Regions from separate parts of the Zea mays genome. Here region 2 is linked to region 1. Evidence: chromatin contacts called from public Hi-C data. All regions are on one chromosome and are shown on one strand. The core of a region is the stretch at or near the end of the contact, and the rest is flanking DNA. Distances in the headings are between cores, read along the strand shown.

What was found. Hi-C and Micro-C count contacts between places; a contact is called where the count stands out from the background.
Region 2: a contact with region 1 is called in a Hi-C map of ear, with 2.4 times the contacts expected there. The contact joins the promoter of LOC103653970 here to the enhancer-like site in region 1. A contact is called at or near these places in 2 of 25 Hi-C or Micro-C datasets (ear and tassel).

The regions. Positions count from the first base shown.
Region 1 is chr4:165,180,469-165,184,077 of Zm-B73-REFERENCE-NAM-5.0, forward strand. No RefSeq gene overlaps it. Among protein-coding and RNA genes, the nearest start is that of LOC100273484, 46 kb to the left of the region's middle. Within about 2 kb of position 1,378, at least 16 of the 20 cell types and tissues checked have an H3K27ac peak or open chromatin away from gene starts, as enhancers often do. A contact at or near this core is called in ear and tassel, where this site is marked.
Region 2 is chr4:165,426,132-165,429,384 of Zm-B73-REFERENCE-NAM-5.0, forward strand. LOC103653970 (putative pentatricopeptide repeat-containing protein) reads left to right here and starts at 1,303. Exons shown (of 1, transcript XM_008680796.3): 1 at 1,303-3,253. The coding sequence starts at 1,512.

The DNA of each region.
Region 1 (3,609 bases), core at 128-2,627:
TCCTCGTCCTTGTCTTCCTCCTCTCTAGAATTAGTTGTTGGCTCCTGCATTTCAATCCAACATTACAATCTAGCATACAACAAAAAATGTGAAGACAACAAAAGATTAGCATTTGGAGTTTTGGATACTCACCACAGATATAGAAACATTAGACCGATTGCCGGACGCCGATGATGCTGTTGTTGCATGCATCTTCTGCATCGAAATGGGTGGCTTCTTTGTGAGTTGCTTGGTTCGAGTTCGAGATCGAGACCCCAAACTTGCTGGCAATGGAGTGTTCTCCTCCTCCATAGTGCTTGAACTGTTGAAATGGTACATATTAATACAGTCCCAGTATCAGTGAATCAGTCTCTCTTGAAGCCACTTCTCATATGTGAAAAGGTATAAATCCTAATAAAACTATCACACAATAATGTAGCCATTTCTCTTCATACCATGTCACTTAGGCAGCAGCAGCAGCCATGGCGAGTCCGCGAGTTGGCCGACGGCGAGGCTCTTGGCTTGGGGCGACGACGAGGGTCTTCGGATGATGGCGAGTTGGCGACTGGCGAGTCCGCGAGTCCGCACGGGCGACGGTCTTCAGGCGCGCGCACGGGCGTGCCGCGTGCCGCGTGCGGACCTGCTGCCCGGCCACCCCGTGCCGGCGTGCCGTGTCTCGATGCGGGAGCAGTGGCCAGTGGACGCCGCCGCCCGCCGGTGGCCGCTTGACCGGTGGCGCTGGAGTGGAGGTGGAGTGGAGCCTGGAGGCAGCGCCGACCGCCGAGCGCCCGAGCCGCCGTGACGTCTAGGGTTTGTGGCGGATTTGCGAACTGCGATTGCGAATTTGGGACTGCGCTGCGCCCTGCGCGTTGCCGCGTTGGCCGCGGGCTGAGGATTCTAGAAGTGGCGCTGGAAATAGGAATGCAAGAAGGATTAGTGGGCTCAGCCGCTCAGGAAATGGGCTGACAGCTGATGGGCCAAGTCAAAGAAGCGAAAGTGGCGCTGGAATGTTGCAGCTCGGTTAGCTCGCGAGCTGGCTCGAGCTCAGCTCGAGCTGACTCGTTAAGAAACCGAGCTGGGACGCTGGCTCAGCTCGTGTAAAAATTCAAACGATCCGATCCGAGTCGAGCCGAGCAGGCTACGAGCCGAGCGAGCCAACGAGCCACAAGTATTTCGTCCAGCCCTAACCGCGCGACACCATGCACGCAGGTGTATGTACAGTGCAAGAGTCTGGCCGGGCAGGGGCATGGCTGGAGGCTGCAGCCGGCGTCTCTCCCCCTGCGCGCAGACCGTTGGGCGCCACGGTGCAGGCGGCGTGGGGGCGTTGTGGGTTGTCTTCTATTTGTCGCTGCCGGCGGTAGGCGGGGCAGAGGGGATCTCTGCCGGTGCAGCCCAACAGGGGCCCTGAAAGCCACCCCTGCAGCCCTGCTGGGCCTGGGCGGACGACACCCCACATGCGCCGTGCATGACGATGACGATGACGATGCAGCCGCGAGACAAAAGGTCCAGCACCCCGGTGATCCGGCGGCCAGCTAACCCAACCATCTGGAAGTACAGCAGATGGAACGCGCGTCACTTTCGTGGCTCCGAACAGTTCGGCTTTACTAGTTTTTATCATTACTATCTGGAATTTACATCGCTCCGAACTGAGGGGACACATATAAGATTCACAATATATTATTATTCGTAAATGTTGCATATATTGTGTATTCTGTTTGTTTGTTTTTTTATTTATGAAGAGGTGGTGGTTGTACATGCGATCGAAATCAAAATCGTATGTCTGCAACTTTGAGGTCTTATTTTGCCCTGCAAGCTAAGTCTGCTACTCACATGTGTGTGGCACATATCTATAAGATTCAGCTTATGCGCCTTAATACAAGACCATAGACAAAAAAAACTATAATAATTTCCGTGCCTCATAAAAAGAACTGGTAATAATGGGTTATTAAGAGATGTCTCCACCACAATCTCTCTGCTTGTTGCATCTCCTTGTCAACAACTCTTGTTAGACAGACTATCCCTGGCTCAAAAGTGACCAGAGACGTGTCACTCCCATCACACATGGATCGAGCAGAGCATGCACTATCTCTTTTTTCCGAGGACTTTGATTGAAACCGACTGGATTACTCCAGAGTCGTCCTAGAGGTTGTTAGGACTCCGATCCATCTCGCATTGCTTCATTATCATGAGCACTCCAACTTTTGTCCCGATGCAGCAGTGTCAGCTTAGCACTGCGGCACCGCACCCGCCTCATCTTCGCAGCTCCGTTTCCTGCAGTGGGTGTGTGCCCATGATTTTACCACCAGCATCGTTATGCTGGTTGTTAGAGTTTTCACTCAGAAATACAGGTCTAAGTACAATTTCCGTACGTTGTAACGTAACATAAAAATAAATATTATACTTTATTTTAATCAAAAGGTCTAGAAAGGTATAAGGTAAAAAAAATAGGCTGACCCTGTTTTTAATAGCTCGTTCGATCGTTCGTCATTCTTTAGCTAGCGGGTGGTATTATGTGGAAAAGTTGTGTTACGTGTGGCTCCTCTCATGTTAGGCTTAGGTAGTCATGACTTATCTATGAGGTAATAGCCCACTACTAGGAGAGGAGAATAAACCTACTGTTGACGCCTTTTCGGAGCGCCAAATACTCAAGAAGAACCGGCGGCGGTGCTCTCTGCACAGGGGCGGACGGTCCGCGCGCGGGGCCGGACGGTCCGCGGCCTGGTGCGAGGCGCGGTGGTGCTCTCTGCGCAAGGGCGGACTGTCCGCGGCCTGGGGCTGGACGGTCCGCGGCCTGGCGCACGGTTAGGGCTCCTGCCTGACGACCGGACGGTCCGCGCCCTGGGGCCGGACGGTCCGCGCGTACGCAGGGACGGCGGAAGATCGCCGACGGCGCCTGGATCTCGCTCCCGGGAGGGACCCCGTCGGGGAGTAGAGATCCTAGGTGGTGTCTAGGCTCGGGTAGACCGATCTAGACTCCTCTAATCGACGTAGAGTCGAGGAGAGGCGGAGAATTTGGGGATTGAGAGGCTCAACCTAAACTAGACTAGAACTACTCCTAGGATAAAATGCGAATAAAAGTTGTATTGATTCGATTGTTGATGATTACAAATCGGCCGTATACCTCTCTATTTATAGAGGAGGGGGGCTGGACCCTTTATAAACTAATTTCCGAGCTTATCCCATGATTTTAGCTAACAACCGTAGCACAAAACTCGGAACCCTAATCTGTTCTGCGCACGCGCGGACCGTCCGGCCCACAGGCGCGGACCGTCCGGACCGCGGACCGTCCGGCCTCAGGGCCGGACCGTCCGCGCTCAATTTTGGTTCGAACATATGCCCCCCTGCCTTTTGGTGGAGCTGAGCGAACCAAAAGCAACTAACTCGATGTTATCACATCGGTTTTCTTAGGCATCTTGCCACTTACTAGGATGGTACGCAGTGGCCTTGGTCTCGATGGTTGACTCAACGGACGTGATCCCTTTAGATTTGATCGAACTGTCAGTCCCAACATCGCCGAGCGTCATACTGGTCCTGACCAATTCGTCACCTTGCCTTCCTAATTCTCTAAGTGTTCTGGCGTAGCTCCGTAGTCGACCAGGTCTTCTCCTTGCAGGTCGTCTTCCTCCATGG
Region 2 (3,253 bases), core at 53-2,552, 250 kb after region 1:
CGTGGCGGCGTCTGGGCCATCCCCAGCGGCGGTGGGTCTTCGTTTCGGCCACATGTTCGCACTGCTCCACCTCCTCGCGGCGTGGCCGGGACCAATGCACGGAGGCAGGGCTCGCGGTGGCCGGGGGGAAATAGAGGGAGGTGGAGGAGAGGGGCTGGCAGCGGAAGGGGCAGTGGCGAAAGGAGCGGGCGAAGGCGGAGGAGGCCTAGAGCGTGCTCATGGTAGCTGAGCACAGGAGAAGAGGGACGGTGTGGGAGAGAAGTGGAGAACACGGAACCGTTCAGGCGCTCACAGCTCTATTGGATGAATGTTTCGGTTCCGCGATCAACTTGACCACGCGTCGACACGGTGATGGCTGTAAGCCCGCAGAATGCGGACAGAGCTTCAAAAGGGGTCAAGTTTAGCTTCAAAAGGGGAGGAGGATGCGCTACTCCACGCCTCGGGGGCGTCCATGGCTGCCTGGGGGTGGTAGGAGCCGACCTCTCTCTGCTTGCTCCGATTGCTTCAGCTGCCTGCGAGAAGCAAGGTGGAAGACTGGAAGGGAGGTGAGGAGAGGGAATGGCGGAGGTGGCAGCACGCGACTTTGATAGTGCTGCTCCCGTGGCTCTAAATCCTCGACGACACTGTGGACGAAGATCTGGAAGTGAGAAACAGAGGAGAAGGAGGCTTACCATCTCGAAGCTGTTGTCGTGGTACTCAAAGGAAGCATAGTGCTTCTTCTGCTTCTTCCCCTTGCCAGTGCTCTTGACCGGTTCCCCTACAGCTACGGGCACCGCCTCCGTGTTCTCCTCCTCGCGAGGATCCTCCGCCTGCGGCTCCACCTCATCGGGCTCCTCATCCTTGCTCCTCGGATCGTGGCGGCGTCTGGGCCATCCCCAGCGGCGGTGGGTCTTCGTTTCGGCCACATGTTCGCACTGCTCCACCTCCTCGCGGCGTGGCCGGGACCAATGCACGGAGGCAGGGCTCGCGGTGGCCGGGGGGAAATAGAGGGAGGTGGAGGAGAGGGGCTGACAGTGGAAGGGGCAGTGGCGAAAGGAGCGGGCGAAGGCGGAGGAGGCCTAGAGCGTGCTCATGGTAGCTGAGCACAGGAGAAGAGGGACGGTGTGGGAGAGAAGTGGAGAACACGGAACCGTTCAGGCGCTCACAGCTCTATTGGATGAATGTTTCGGTTCCGCGATCAACTTGGCCACGCGTCGACACGGTGATGGCTGTAAGCCCGCGGAATGCGGACAAAGCTTCAAAAGGGGTCAAGTTTTAAGAAAGTAGATTAGATAAAGACTCCTATAGCCGCTTCACTCTTTTTTTTTTCGCTAGAAACCGAACATTATTCACAGAATAGAAAACAATCCGTCCTTAGCTGCGTGCATCTCCTCGCCGGTGGCCCTCGCGGCAAGGCTGGCGGCGGCTCCGACGGCGTCACGAAGCGGGCAGCAGCTCCGGCACCACGGTGGACTACCGATAACCGGCGTCGGCAACTGGCTGACGTTGGGTGTTTTCCGGCCGTCGCATCCATGCAACCGCTCCAAAAGCTTCTAGAAGCCGCTGCCGCCACCTCTACCCCTCTCGCCGCCGCGCATCTCCACGCTAACATTCTCCGCTCGGGCCTCCTCCACTCTTCGCACCACCTGACCGCGCACGTCCTCGCGTGCTACCCTCCGGGCCTCGCCCGCGACCTGTTCGACGAAATCCGCAGCCCGACGCCGCGCCTCGCCAACGCGCTCCTCCGCGCCCACATCCGCGCGCGGCAGTGGCGCGCCGCTATCCTCCTTGGTCAGCGGCTCCGAGTGCGCCGGGACGGCTTCACTCTCTCGCTCCTGCTGAGGGCCTGCACCGCGCTCCCCTCGCTCACCCATGGCCGCGCCGTGCACGCGGCCGCCGTACGCTCTTGCACCGCGTCTGAAGACGCCTTTGTCGCCACAGCGATCGTGCAGATGTACTCCAGGTGTGGAGACATGGCTGGGGCCATCAACGCGTATGGCATGCTTGAGAAGCCGGACATTGTGCTCAGGACGTCTGTGGTAACCGGCTACGAGCAGAACGGAATGGCCGAGGAAGCACTGGAGTTCTTTGCAAGGAACGTTGTTGGTCAGGGCGTTTTGGTGACACCAGTCACACTTGTGAGTGTGATGTCGGCAGCAGCACAGTTGGGGCATGTCCGGAAGGGACAGGCGTGCCACGCTTATGTTGTCAGAAACAGCTTGAGCTATGATCTAGCTTTAGTAAATGCTGTTCTCGGCTTTTATGTGAAAATTGGTGATTTACAGGCATCTATGAGGTTATTTGAGGGCATGACAGATAGGGATGTGATCACTTGGAGCTGCATGATCAAAGGGTATGTGCAACACGGAGACGCACACACAGGGTTCAGAATGTACAGGGAGATGGTTAAGGCACGTGTCCAGCCCAATTCAGTGACTTTAGTGAGTGTTCTGCAGGCTTGTGCGCTAGTTGTCGATGCTGAGGAAGGTAAGCGACTTCACCGTGTTGCTGTCAGCATAGGTTGTGAGCTTGAGCTGGGTGTAGCGACGGCTTTGGTTGATATGTACATGAAGTGCTCATGTCATGAGGAGGCAATGCGCTTATTTCATCGGATGCCAAAGAAAGATGTGGTTGCTTGGGCTGCTGTCATTGGTGGCCTCACACAAAATGAACTCCCTGGTGAATCCCTCCATTCGTTCAAATGCATGTTGTTGAATGATCATGTTCCTGATGCCGTCACGATGGTGAAGGTACTTGCTGCATGCTCAGAATTTGGAGGTAATCGCCTAGCCATTTGTCTCCATGGCTATTTAGTTAGAAATGGTTTCAATAATAATGCATTTGTAGCTGCTGCCCTTCTTGATTTGTATTCAAAATGTGGAGACTTAGATAGCGCTGTTAGGGTATTTGAAGGTACTACAGAAAAAGATATTGTGGTGTGGGGCTCAATGATTGCTGGTTATGGAGCCCACGGCCTTGGTCAAGAAGCTGTTGCGTTGTACCAAAGGATGATTGCCTCATCAATTCAACCCAACAATGTGACGTTTCTGTCAGTGTTATCAGCATGCAGCCACTCTGGCCTGGTTCAGGAAGGAATACAAATTTTTGATAGCATGACTCAAGTTTTTGGAGTCGTGCCAAATGCCGAGCATCAAAGTGCTATGGTTGATCTCCTTGGCCGGGCTGGTGAACTGCAAGAGGCTATAAGAGTCATTCGTGATATGGATGGAAGAGCTGTTGCCCATACTTGGTGTGCCTTACTTGCTGCATGCAG